Linked DNA regions of Sus scrofa: all the other regions are linked to region 2. The links are chromatin contacts, called in public Hi-C maps. All regions are on one chromosome and are shown on one strand. The core of a region is the stretch at or near the end of the contact, and the rest is flanking DNA. Distances in the headings are between cores, read along the strand shown. Region 1 overlaps LOC102159645 (a long non-coding RNA gene). Region 2 has its middle 35 kb from the start of CD180. Region 3 overlaps LOC102159961 (a long non-coding RNA gene).

Region 1 (4,247 bases), core at 628-3,127, 1.1 Mb after region 2:
CATTGCATGTTGCCTTGGATTCTGACGGTGTTCCAGTATTCATTACAAGCTTCAAGCGCTTATGTTGCTTTGATGTGTACAAAGACATTTCTGCTGAAAATTTCAAGGTCTCTTATTTATATGCAAAACTTGAAGGAGCCAAGGTTTTTGTTTATTTAGTTTAGTCTTAGTTATTTTTGTTCTGTTTTGAAATGTACTATAAAGCCAATTCGCACCCCTCCCCCAGCCCCCCAGAACTAGGACCAGGACTTCATCTGCCAGTAAAGAAAATACCACATGTAGACTTTTAATTTATGTACTTAGCACATACAGTGTGTTCTATATGTTTTCTCATGAAAACCCAGGTGGCCTGGCAGCCTTAGGGAACTAGGGTGTGGTCATTCGGGAAGGCTGCCACTCCTCCTGGACGGATGAGGCTGGGCCAAAGAGCGTCAGGTCACTGATGGGACTCCTGACCAGATATGGCATTCCTCCAGGACATCTGCGCCCTGATTCCTGCACTCGGATGATCCTCATTTTGACTCAGTGTGTGAACATCGCTACAAAGAGGACTTCGAAGTTTCCTGACCCCACATCTCTACAGCCAGGAAGAATCTCATCTGCTGCCTAGACCAGGGATCTTTTCCTTACAGGATTCTTAGAAGGAGAGTTGTGGGAGTTGTGGAAGGTGTAGGAAGCCCTTAGAGATATGGACCATGTCAACAGAGGGCTGAAGATCTCATGGGATGACTCCTCATCATTCATGTTCTCTCAGATCCCTAGGGCTTTTCTTAGCCAGGTTAAGAGACCAACCAAAGGTGAAGAAAAAAGCACAGGTCTGGGACTGAAAGTTAATGAAGGGACCTTAAAGGATTTGTACTACTGTTGACAACCTGTGATGGTGATATCTACTTATCGGTAACAAAAATTTTTATCCTCTATGGGATGTTGTAGATAGAAAGGCTTATAGACAGGGTAAGTGTTCAGTGCAGTAGATGTATTTCCTTGACAGTTGATCTAGCCCAGGGATTATTCTATAAAATCACCATAGATACCACCCTCACATGGATACAGGAAGAAAACTGAAAAACACTTTTCCTAAAGCGCTGATTTTTCTCATCAAGAGTCTGGTTAGATTTCCCAGGGTTGGGACCTTTCTCCCTGCCTTGTGAGTGGGCAGAGAAAATCCTAGACTTTGCCTCAGATTTCGGCTCAGAAGACAGGACTACTGACCTAGAAAGATTCAGTGGTCCTAGCCCAAAGAATATTCAACTTTTGTTCTAATGGAATCAGAATCCTCTTTTCAGTGTCCACCATGACCTGGGTCTCTGACAAAATAGGTAGATTACTCCATAGTGGAGCTGCCAAGAGAAATTCTAAGCCACACTTAGGTAAATGGAAGCTCTCATCAGCACCACACACCCCTGAGGAAGTATCTGGAATGATCTTGGTTATTGCCTTCAATCTGAGTCTTGGCCTTATCCAACTCCTGAAATTTCCTTATTTGAGCCTGATCTAAGGACCATGTCACACCTGTACGATCAACTTGCTGACCAGCCCAAGTTCCTCACTCTAACCCCCATTCTTGCCATTTCTAGGGACACTCTCAGCCTCCGTTTCTGATTTTATCTAATCTGCCATAGCTGATTATCCAAGCTGAACACACGGCTGTGAGCCCACCCCAGGCCCATGCCCATCAGGAGGGCCTAACCTCATCCTAGGCCCTTGTTCTGGCTCAGCGCCTCGACGTCTGTTGCACAATTGGGCACCACGAGGAGCACATGACTGCCATTCACAAAGACAAAGATGGAAAATATGAGCCATCCACTTGGCAACAATGTTGGCATCTTCCTTCATGCCTGCTGCCAAGCCCTGACCAGAAAGATCTTGGACGGCTTATTGCCCAATGCGGTCAGTCCAGACTGAGGGTGGCTCAGGTCATGGCGCGTAGAGCCAGCTATGATGAGATTTACACACACAAGAAAAGGACAAAGAAGGGTTCCCAGACTCCATATCATCTTATGTCTACCAGATTTAAACTGAAAGGAAATATAGAAAATCTTCACAAAATTAAACAGAAAGCTTTACTATTGCTGTTGCTGTTATTATTATTATCATTTAGAAAATAACCAAAAAGAAACTATTCTGCTTTTTATAATTTTTGACTTGATATTCATAGGACAAACTGAATAGTTTTCTGTCCACAGAAAGCATATATGGTGTTTTTCCAGCAATAAAAGAAGCAGGACAATAAGTGAAGAAAGTTAAGTACATGGATTAGGGCATAAGCTGTAATGTAGGAAAGAGCTAGGTCATTGTTGCTGCAGAGTGCTAATCCTGTTCCAAGTGATCTTGAGAGCACTTTAAAGAAGCTAGGAAGAAAATTAAGCACTTGTATATACAACTATCTCATTTTATCTTTTCCCCAAATCTTTCAGGTTAAGAGTTCTTCCCTACACCTTACAAATAAGCAAACTGAGGCAGTCTCAAGCATGTAAAAGGTTGTTCAAGTTTACAAAGCTACAAAATGGTTGAGTTGGGAATTGAACACCGTTCACCAGATACCAAAGCTCCCAACTGTCTCTCATTAAGGCATGTCATTAATTTAGACAACTATCTCCTCACTGAAGCATATGCCAAAGGAAGTTTACCAACATTCCAAGACGATGTCATCAGCGAAAGCAAGGTCAAGTTACCATCGAAGGAGTCCTTCCAGTCCATTTCCCAAAACTGGTGTTGGAAGTGTTGGAAGGTGAGTTTGGTAATTGGTTCACTTTTAATAGATGATTTATTTTAAGCTGCCTGGCTTGATGATGCAACAAGCAGGGGAATGAGCTTGGTTTGAAGATAGATTTCTGATCTTCTGGGAAGTGTTTCTACTTTAATAAGCTTTGACTCACCAAGGAAATTCCTAAGGATGTTTAGTCACAACCTGCTGAGCTGCTAACTCTGTAAATACACACATGCCTATATGCACACATATGTACAGGAGTAAATAATCCTGTAGTCATGGCAGTGAATGCTGCTTTCATCAGGGAGCAATGCATTGCAGTCAGCAGGGGGGAAATTATTGCATAGGCAGGCAACCTCTTCCTCTTCTAACTTGAGTCCAGTGGCTGGTGACTTGCAAATTAACTGACAATAGATAGGTTAACAAAAGAAGAGAAGAGGTTTACTTATGCCCTCACACAGAATTACTCAGTGATAGATAACTCACTCAATAGACAGGATAAAAAAGTTTTATATACCAAACTAAACAAAGGGATGGAGGTGGTAGTTAGGACTTCACTGGGAAGGCAAGGAAGTTTCTGTGGGACTTTTTGATGCTAATGGCAATGGACAGTCTGCCTCCAAGGCAGTAGAATTCATAGGAGAAGCCTAAAGTCGGGTGGAGGTGGGGAGGAGGTTAATAGCAGCTGTAGAGCTTGAAAGTTATGCTTGAGCCAGATAAGGGGAGTTGAGATAAGATTTCTTTCTCTATCTTCTTTAGCTCAAATGTTTTCACTTTAAAATCAACTCTGGGGGTCTCTCCAGATTTCCCCCAGTTGAAACTTCCGCACATATTTTTAAAAAAAAGAAAAAAGAAAAAAAGGAGACTAGGTTGATTGCTCTGGAGAGAAATTCAGATTAGAAGTTGCAAGGAAAGAGATATGCAAAGGGAGAGAAAAACAAAGATTAATGGTTGGAGCAGTTTCTGAATCCAGAGGGCAGCCAGTCAGGAAGATTTCCAGATGTTCAGTTTTGAAGCATCTTCAGGGAGGGTGGTAGTGGCCATGTCACAGCCATGGCTATTTCTTGGAATGGAGCATGGAAGATGCAGGTGTTCCAGTGAATTTTCTGAGTGGTCCACATTGTTGTGGTGATAAATCCTTTGAAGTTACAATATGTTGTCCAGCTTCAGCCTGCAGGGCTTCAGGAAAAAAGGCAGTTTTAGTTCTCTGTGATACCAAGTCAAGCGAGTGGGAGAAAAATTTAATTACCAACAAAATGTGTAAGACAGCAGGTAGAATTCACAAAGAGATGAAAAATAGCTCAAAGATAATGAATGGGTCTCAAATCTGGTAACAGACAAGGGAGGTTATTATTTTCCACTGAAATATAAAATTTCTTTCTACAATTAGCCCAATTTTGATCAAAGATTATCAAAGTAAGATTTCTCTTGTTTACAAACTAAGTCTAGTCTCATTAAATTTGGCATGATCATTTACATGAGTGCAGCAAAATTGATAATTGGACGATATAGGCCTTTTAAAGTTTGCTTTACTGAA
Region 2 (3,957 bases), core at 73-2,572:
CTGCAGTTGCCCATCCCAGTGACTAGTTCAATGAAGGGGCCTTGGATTGGCTTGCCCTCTTTCTCTGTTTAAATCTTCCTAGTCCTCTACTTCTGTTCCTTGGAATCACTTCCCAAAATTATTGATCTTGTCTCAGGCTCTACTTTTGGGAAGAACCTAGACAAAGACGGAAACCTTCATTTACAACCAGCTTCTCTAAGTTATGTTCTTCTCAGACCAAGAGATGTTTGGAAAATGGTTGCAAGTCTCATAAAGTAACCACTAAGTAAAGATAGTATAGGATACAAGGGCATAGGATAGCATCCACCATATAAATGTGCTATAAAGTGTGAAATGTTTTGTGAACCAGGCATTTTTACTCCTCAGTCAGGAGACATACTCAGACAATTGCTCAGTTTTGTAAAAACTCTTCTCCATAATTCTACAGCTGTGTCTTAGGTAGTAACCGAATAGTGATGTTTTGATCATAGTTTTACAGATGGTGAGGCCCTAGACACAGCAGCTTTCACTGAGCAAGTGATGAGGCCCTAGAAGATGTATGTCTTTCCCATGGAAGGTTAGTGCAGGGAGCCTGGATGTGAAACACTATGCTTATACTATTGGGCTGGATGGTTTGCTCTGATGTGTGTGAGTGTGGGTGTGTGGGTGTGTGCATGTGTGTTTGTTTCTTTTTTAAGCACAAGGTATCGATTCCAATCTAACGATTTTAAATATCACAATCCTTGGATTACAAACAGAAAAAAATGACATTTTTTTGGAAAATGGAAAACATTGGGCAGTAAAATTGGCATCTGAAACCCTGTACTTTGCCAAATGCTTAAATCACAGAGTTTTTGTATCTTTTGCAGCTAGAAGAGACATTTAAGATCACTCAGAGCTGGAGAGCCAAATGTTTTCTAACAGAACCAGGGCTAGAACCCAGACCTTGGGAGTCCCCTTCTCATGGTCCTTCTGATAGACCACACTGCCTTTGTTTGATGATCCTTCATTTAAACCAGTGGTTGGCCAACTTTTTCCATAAAGGGCCAGATGATAAATAATTTAGGCTTTGCAGGCCAGTGGTTACTGTCCCAGCTACTCGACTCTGACTTTTTTTTATGTGAAAGCAGCAATAGGGGAACTTACATAAATGAGCATGGCTGTGTTCCAATAAAGCTTTATGTAGAAACACCAGCACTAGGCTTGATTTGTCCTCTGTTTTATACTATTGGAGTCATGGTGATTTTTGCTTAAAGGTCACCAAAATGCTACTGGGTCCTAGAGAGTTAAAGCCGCCACCCAGCTTGGTGGCGAGCCAGGCTGTTGCATCACAGTCCACACATGATTGGGCTTCCTTCCAGGTCTGTGTATGATCAGACTCTGAGCCAGCAGCCAAGAGAGTGAGCCCGGCATCCATAGCACTCCTGTTTCCAGAAGGAATCACAAATTCCCTTCCTGTGCAGATAAAGGAACAATTGTACCAGAGGAGAACTTACTGGAAAGTAATACAGGGTCACCAGGAAGGAAAAGGAATTCACTCCTCGGTCATAGTCCTTAGTCTGGTTAGGAGTCGCTCAGACCTGGAAAGGCCAGCAGAGTTGCATGTCTGAATTTGGCAGGCCTCCAGGACTCCTCACTCAGAGGATAATACATTGGGCTTTGATGATTTCTGTGGCCCACTCAGAGCTTCCTTTGGTTGCTCCAAGTTGCCGCTTCCCTCTCACAGCCAGGTATCTAATTCTCTCCACTGTTTTACTCCCCTCCCATTTATCATCTGCCAGTGCTAAGCCTTTTTTCTGCTGTTAATCACAATCTCCAATAGGCAAAGATTGTCTTTTCTCGGTTTCGTCTTCCACTTGACACCTTAACTTTTGAGTCCCAGTTCTGAAGCCCTGTAAGACAAATGTCTTTCCATAGAAGAAGCTTGGCTTAAACCCTATGTTTATGCCTATGAAGTGGATGTTCGTTCCAGTACATGTGTATTAATGTGTGTGCCTGTGTGTATGTATGTGTGTGTATCTGATGACCTTTAAATCAGGAGGTCACCTTCCCTTTGGACCTCTCTGCCCAGGGAAGGTCCTTTACCGCCTCAGTACTCTAAGTTAGACTCACAAGTGGATATTCTCTGGCCAACATTCTCATGTTTTTACTCCTTCCCTCTCATTTTTCACCATGTGAATCCACAAAATAGTCTTTTTCATAATTGAAAGAATTAAAGACTTTTAAAGGCTGAATGATGTTTCCAATGGATTTAATGATGTAATCCTCAAAAGAGTATATGAATTACCTGTTTGTTTTTTTCTTTTGTCTCTCTCTTTTTTTTTTTTAATTTTTTTAATTTTCCCACTGTACAGCAAGGGGGTCTGGTTATCCTTACATGTATACATTACAATTACATTTTTTCCCCTACCCTTTGTTCTGTTGCAACATGAGTATCTAGACAAAGTTCTCAATGCTATTCAGCAGGATCTCCTTGTAAATCTATTCTAAGTTATGTCTGATAAGCCCAAGCTCCCGATCCCTCCCACTCCCTCCCCCTCCCATCAGGCAGCCACAAGTCTCTTCTCCAAGTCCAAGATACCATCTCACACCAGTCAGAATGGCCATCATTAATAAATCCACAAATAACAAGAGCTGGAGGGGCTGTGGAGAAAAGGGAACCCTCCTGCACTGTTGGTGGGAATGGAAACTGGTACAGCCACTATGGAGAACAGTTTGGAGATACCTTAGAAATCTATACATAGAACTTCCATATGACCCCGCAGTCCCACTCTTGGGCATCTATCCGGACAAAACTCCACTTAAAAGAGACACATGTACCCGCATGTTCATTACAGCACTATTCACAATAGCCAGGACATGGAAACAACCCAAATGTCCATCGACAGATGATTGGATTCTCTCTCTTTTTTTAATGGTTCCACCTATAGCATATGGAAGTTCCAGGGCTAGGGGCTGAATTGGAACTGCAGCTGCAGCCTATACCAAAGCCATGGCAACACTGGATCTAAGCCACATCTGCAACCTATGCCACAGCTTGTGGCAACACCAGATCCCCAACCACTGAGCAAGGCCAGGGATTGAACCTGCATCCTCATAGAGACAACACTGGGTCCTTAACCTGCTGAACCACAACCGGGAACTCTGGAATTACCTGTTTTGATGATTATCTGGTCAGATCTGCTACTGACCCTAAGCTCCTAATGGATGTGCAAATCTTTGGAGCTGAAGTGATTTAGGAAAAAATGTCATTGTTATTAGTTTCCCAAGTAGCATTCTGGCCCCTGGGGAAAGGGATGCTGGTAGTTATGTGATAGGAAGCAGAATGAGGAAGGAAGAAAGGAAAGAATATTTGATTATTTCTTCATAAACAACCAATTCCTTTAGCACCTGGCTATGGTTCCTGCTTCTGTGAGAAGAATATCAATGGCCTTAATATTCCTTTGTTTGTGGCTGGGAAGCCTTTGCGTACTGTTCCAAGATGCCTGGCTCTCAGACTGGCAACAGGACAGAAAATGTGGCGGATATGAAAGGAAACCTCCAACTCAAATCATTTAAATCAGATTGCCTTTTCCTTTAAATCCCACTTTGAAATTCTTCCTAATCTCTGGTTGATTTTTTAGTTACTCTTCTTGCCCCTGAAGAGTGGCGTATTCTTATATGTACAGGTTCTGCTGTTATCACATTATTGCCTTTTTTGTTATTTTGTTATTTTTATTTTTTTTTCTTTTTGTCTTTTAAGGCCACACCTATGGCATATAAAGTGGTTCTTGGGCTGGGGGAAGGGGGGGGGAAATCTGAGCTATAGTCACCAGCCTACACTAGAGCCAGAGCAGTGTAGGATCAGCACCGCATCTGTGACCCATACCACATCTCATGGCAATGCCAGGACCTTAACCCACTGAGCAAGGCCAGGGATCAAACCTACAACCTCATCAATGCTAGTCGGGTTTGTTAACCACTCAGCCACGACGGGAA
Region 3 (4,281 bases), core at 1,441-3,940, 1.6 Mb after region 2:
AACTGTTTTTCTCCCTTCTTCACAGCCTCTCAGGTAAGTTCCACAGGGAGCAGAGTTCTAAAAGCATTGAGCCACTTTCAAATTGTGAAATACAATGAATTACTTTGGTATGTCCTATTCCATCAGCTTAAATCTGGTATGATACAGAATAACACATTGCTTTCCAGAACCATCTTTGTCCAGAACCCATTTTAATCTCTTAGGACATTTTTTAAAATTCCTACCTATCCAAAAGATAATTTTAATGACACTCATTGCTGGGTTCTCTCAATGGCCAAGCAGGCCCAACCTCAGACATTATTCAGAATAAGATGGCTTATCTTTTAATCTTTTGTAGATTTAGTCAAATGGCCATCATTCTTGTTCTATAAAATGGATAAGTATATTTTGTCCACCTCCACAGGATTCAAATCTATCCTTCATTGCTGCATAGACAAAATAATGCAATTACAATAAAAAGAAGTTGTATTCAAACAGTCCTTACTAGTTTTTAAACATTTCATAGTTTACAAAAGCATTTTCTCATTTCATCAAATAAGTTTAGTATTCAGTCAACCAACACTTATCGACCCCCAACAGGTATCCCTGGTGCAAGCTCAGGACTTAGTGGATGAAGAACAAGATATGGTCTCTGCCCTCAAGAAACCCAGAGTCTAGTAGGTGAGAAAGACAGGTAGGCAATAACTGAATATAAGTGCCATAGATAGTTCCCTGGTGTCACAGTGGGTTGAGGACTCAGCATTGTCACTGCTGAGGCTCAGTTTGCTGCCATGGCACAAGTAGATCCCTGGCCTGGGAATTTCCGCGTGCCAAAAATTAAATTAAATTTTAAAAATGTGCAATAGAGAAATATAAAAATGTAGGAGTGGATAGAAGATAATAGACATAGAAAGTATTCAAAGTTTATAGTGGTATTTGGGAGAGTAGTGTTTACTTATATGCTCCGAGACACCAGGGATATCTAGGTATATATATGCATAGGCAGAAACATAATTTTTTTCCCTTTGCTTTTTTGAGCCACACCTGAGGCATATGGAAGTTCCCAGGCTGGGGTCAAATCAGAGCTGCAGCTGCCAGCCTGTAGCAATGTAGGATCTGAGCCACAGCAATGTAGGATCTGAGCCTCGTCTGCCTACACCATAGCTCACAGCAACACCAGATCCTTAACCAACTGAGCAAGGCCAGGAATCTAACCCACATCTTCATGGATCCTAGTCGGGTTTGTTTCTGCTGAGCCACACTGGGAACTGCATAATAAAATATTTTTGATGCGAGTGCAAGACTGAGGGTGGCAGCTACTGCAGCAGAAGATCTGGTGGTGGTAGAAGTGGTGCTGATGGTGGGTTTGGGAAGACTTGGGCATTTCTTGTTGATCAGAATGGGTGTCCTTTCCTGGTATAGCATCAATTCCTAGCCATCCCCAAAACATCTCTCTTCATAGCCTGACAGTCCATCTTTTCGCCACAAAGCTAACGGTATATACAACCACAGCAAACGACAACCTGAAAATATTAGCAGTGACTCTGTGGTCATAAATCACGTCCTGAAGAAGTGATAGCCAGTGACCACTTAAAGATATACCTAAATACCAGGAAAGCAAAAAGGAAACGCTCTGCTCAACCCTGCCTTAGATTAGCCAAGCTGCTCATTTGCATGAACAGGAGAGGCAACGATCATTTTGAGGAGGGTGAAGAAGCCAGGCAGGGAAGGAAGAAACCAAACACCAGCTGAAAGCAGATGACACGAGTGTCTGGCTCATGTAGCCTCATGAGAAACAGCATGAAATACGTTTCTTTCAGAAAGGCGGCTATCAGAAGAAAAAAAAAAAAAAAAAGGTTGTAATAAATCCGAACAAAAGCCAACAATGTTGGACAACTTGTTAGATAGATATTCAGGAAGGCTGATCCACCTCACTGGATTGTTGTAAGGAACAGTTAATAAAAAAAGATTGTCAAGGACACTGCAAACATAGAAGAACTAACACATAATAAGAACATTAATAATCAGGGAGGACCTAGGAATGAAACCAGTTCCATCAAGACCGAAGATGTTGAGCAACCAGCACAGAAATAAAGAAAACAGATACAACTGCCTGGAGGTTGTCCAAACCAACAAGAACCAAATACTTTTTTGCTCTTAATTTTAAAAAAGTAGACAAGTTTACAGGGTATAAGACTATAAATAAATATTGGCCAATGGGTTCTTGCTTTTCCCTGGAGGCAGCTCCCTTTGAAATGACTTCCTGGACCGAGGCAGTGAGGGAGCTGAAGGCGCTCACCCTCCTCCCTAGAACCCATGGTCCGCGACAGGAAGCCTTCCCTCCCCAGTCCTGATGATTTGGGGTTGGAAAAAACACTGGAAGGAATCCAAAGCTGTGGTTCATTTCATTCTTTCATTTCCTGCCTTTGCCAAATGCTGACAATTACAAACAAATGTTGTCTTCACAACTACTTTCTTCTAGATGAACATTCTGCTCATTTTGGTGGCTTTTGTGTATGTGACTGGAGAAACACTTTCTAAATCCCCAAGGTGACAGGACTTCCACGTAATGATAATGATTATTTAATGTCATCATCACAATGGGTTGCCTAGGCAAATGAAATGCTTGCTGGGTCTAAAGCATGCACTCAAGTAAGGTCAATTAACGCTTTCCAGGGTACCCGATTTCCCATTGGGGCCCTAAAGAAGGCAATTCATTACCCAGCCATTCTCCACACGCACACCCACCACAACACTGCTGTCTACCAGCAAGTTCTTCAGTTGCTTAGACTGTCAGGCTTCTCAGCCAGTGTGGAGGAAGTCCAAGAGAGATAAGAATACGCTGAGAAGGTCCAGGCTGGGGGATATTTTTAGTCTTCTGAAGATAGTCCAGCGGTGATCATCAGCATCATCATCACCACCCACGCAAACACAATCCATCTTCCTTTTCAAAGCACTTTCATCACATAAATCATTCCCTTTGATCCTCACAATCCCCGAGGTATGCAAAGCAGGTATTAGTACAGTCAACATCTGGCTATAGCAGCAAGAAGGACACGAATAGCACAGAGGTAAGCCTCGAAGACAGGGAAGAAAGAAAGGGTATGGCAGGAAGAGGGGGCACACCCCAACAGCATCAAAAGCACTGAGGATCTGAGGCCAAGGACCATGTAGGATGAGAACACACAATGGCACAAGGAGACAGAAATGTGAAGAGTTGTGGGTGTCTGATTGGCTAGACTAGGTTATCTGTTGCAAAGATTACTGTTTCTAAAGCCAAAATTAAGAAAGATGGAAACTAAAATGAACCAAGTGTCTATGCTTTGCCAGGTGTTTTCTTTTAAGATATTAACAAACTTAATCTTCACACTAATCCATGCAAGATAGATATCATCAACCCATTTTTTTGCAGATGAGAAGACTGAGGCCCAAACCAGTGATGTTATTTGCCCAGGGTCACCTACCCACCACTTGGAAAAGATGAGATTCAGGGATGGGAGAGAGACCAAGCAACAAAAGACTAAGGGCTCTGGCCAGGAATGACTAGCGACCAGCTTAGTACGGCAACAATAAGAGAATCAAGAAAAGAGTTTAAGAATAAGGAATAGGAGTTCCTGCTGTGGTGCAGTAGGATCAGTGGTGGCTCTGCAGCAGCAGGGATGTAGGTTCAATCCCCAGCCTGGCACAGGGAGTTCAGGATCCAACACTGCCGCCTCTGTGATGTAGGTCACAACTGCAGCTCGGATTCCATCCCTGACCAGTGAACTCCGTAAGCCAAGGGGTGGCCAAAAAAAAAAAAAAAAAAAAGAAGAAGAAGAAGAAGGAACAAAAGCTTCCTGCACCCTGGATTCCCTATGTACTTTCCTTGGAGGCTGGGCTCACAGTGCCTGATAAGGAGGCAGTCTGACCAAGGAGGAAGAGGTGGGATGACAAGCAAGATGGTTCTTGGAAATTATCCCTCCTGGACAGGTGTGGAGATGAAGTCCCAGCAAGGAAAGGTCATGAAGCAGTTGAGAACTTGCTTTTCTTCTGCAGGAGCAAGAGGAAGGTACAATGTCTAAAAACATATAAGCCTTATTTGCAGCAACATGGATGGACCTAGAAATTATCATGCTAAGTGAAGTCAGTCAGACAATGAGACACTAACATCAAATGCTCTCACTTAATGTGGAATCTAAAAAAAGGACACAATGAACTTCTTTGCAGAACAGATACTGACTTACAGACTTTGAATAACTTATGGTTTCCAAAGGAGACAGGTTGGGGGGTAGGGGGATGCACTGAGGGTTTGGGATGGAAATG

The links. A called contact is a pair of places that touch in the nucleus more often than the background predicts.
Region 1: a Hi-C map of skeletal muscle shows a contact between it and region 2, with 4 times the contacts expected there. The contact joins two enhancer-like sites. A contact is called at or near these places in 9 of 47 Hi-C or Micro-C datasets (alveolar macrophages, brain, embryonic fibroblasts and 4 more) and 1 of 2 datasets of contacts at active chromatin or transcription factors (alveolar macrophages).
Region 3: a Hi-C map of skeletal muscle shows a contact between it and region 2, with 4 times the contacts expected there. The contact joins two enhancer-like sites. A contact is called at or near these places in 10 of 47 Hi-C or Micro-C datasets (embryonic fibroblasts, fetal heart ventricle, fetal skeletal muscle and 6 more).

The regions. Positions count from the first base shown.
Region 1 is chr16:46,677,869-46,682,115 of Sscrofa11.1, forward strand. It overlaps LOC102159645 (a long non-coding RNA gene), which reads right to left. Exons shown (of 5, transcript XR_002339503.1): 4 at 1-3,889. Among named protein-coding and RNA genes, the nearest start is that of PIK3R1, 250 kb to the left of the region's middle. Within about 2 kb of position 1,878, at least 7 of the 83 cell types and tissues checked have an H3K27ac peak or open chromatin away from gene starts, as enhancers often do. A contact at or near this core is called in alveolar macrophages and skeletal muscle, where this site is marked.
Region 2 is chr16:45,621,074-45,625,030 of Sscrofa11.1, forward strand. No RefSeq gene overlaps it. Among named protein-coding and RNA genes, the nearest start is that of CD180, 35 kb to the left of the region's middle. Within about 2 kb of position 1,323, at least 38 of the 83 cell types and tissues checked have an H3K27ac peak or open chromatin away from gene starts, as enhancers often do. A contact at or near this core is called in alveolar macrophages, omental adipose tissue and skeletal muscle, where this site is marked.
Region 3 is chr16:47,184,126-47,188,406 of Sscrofa11.1, forward strand. The region is part of intron 1 of LOC102159961 (a long non-coding RNA gene); the gene reads right to left. Among named protein-coding and RNA genes, the nearest start is that of SLC30A5, 99 kb to the right of the region's middle. Within about 2 kb of position 2,691, at least 12 of the 83 cell types and tissues checked have an H3K27ac peak or open chromatin away from gene starts, as enhancers often do. A contact at or near this core is called in omental adipose tissue and skeletal muscle, where this site is marked.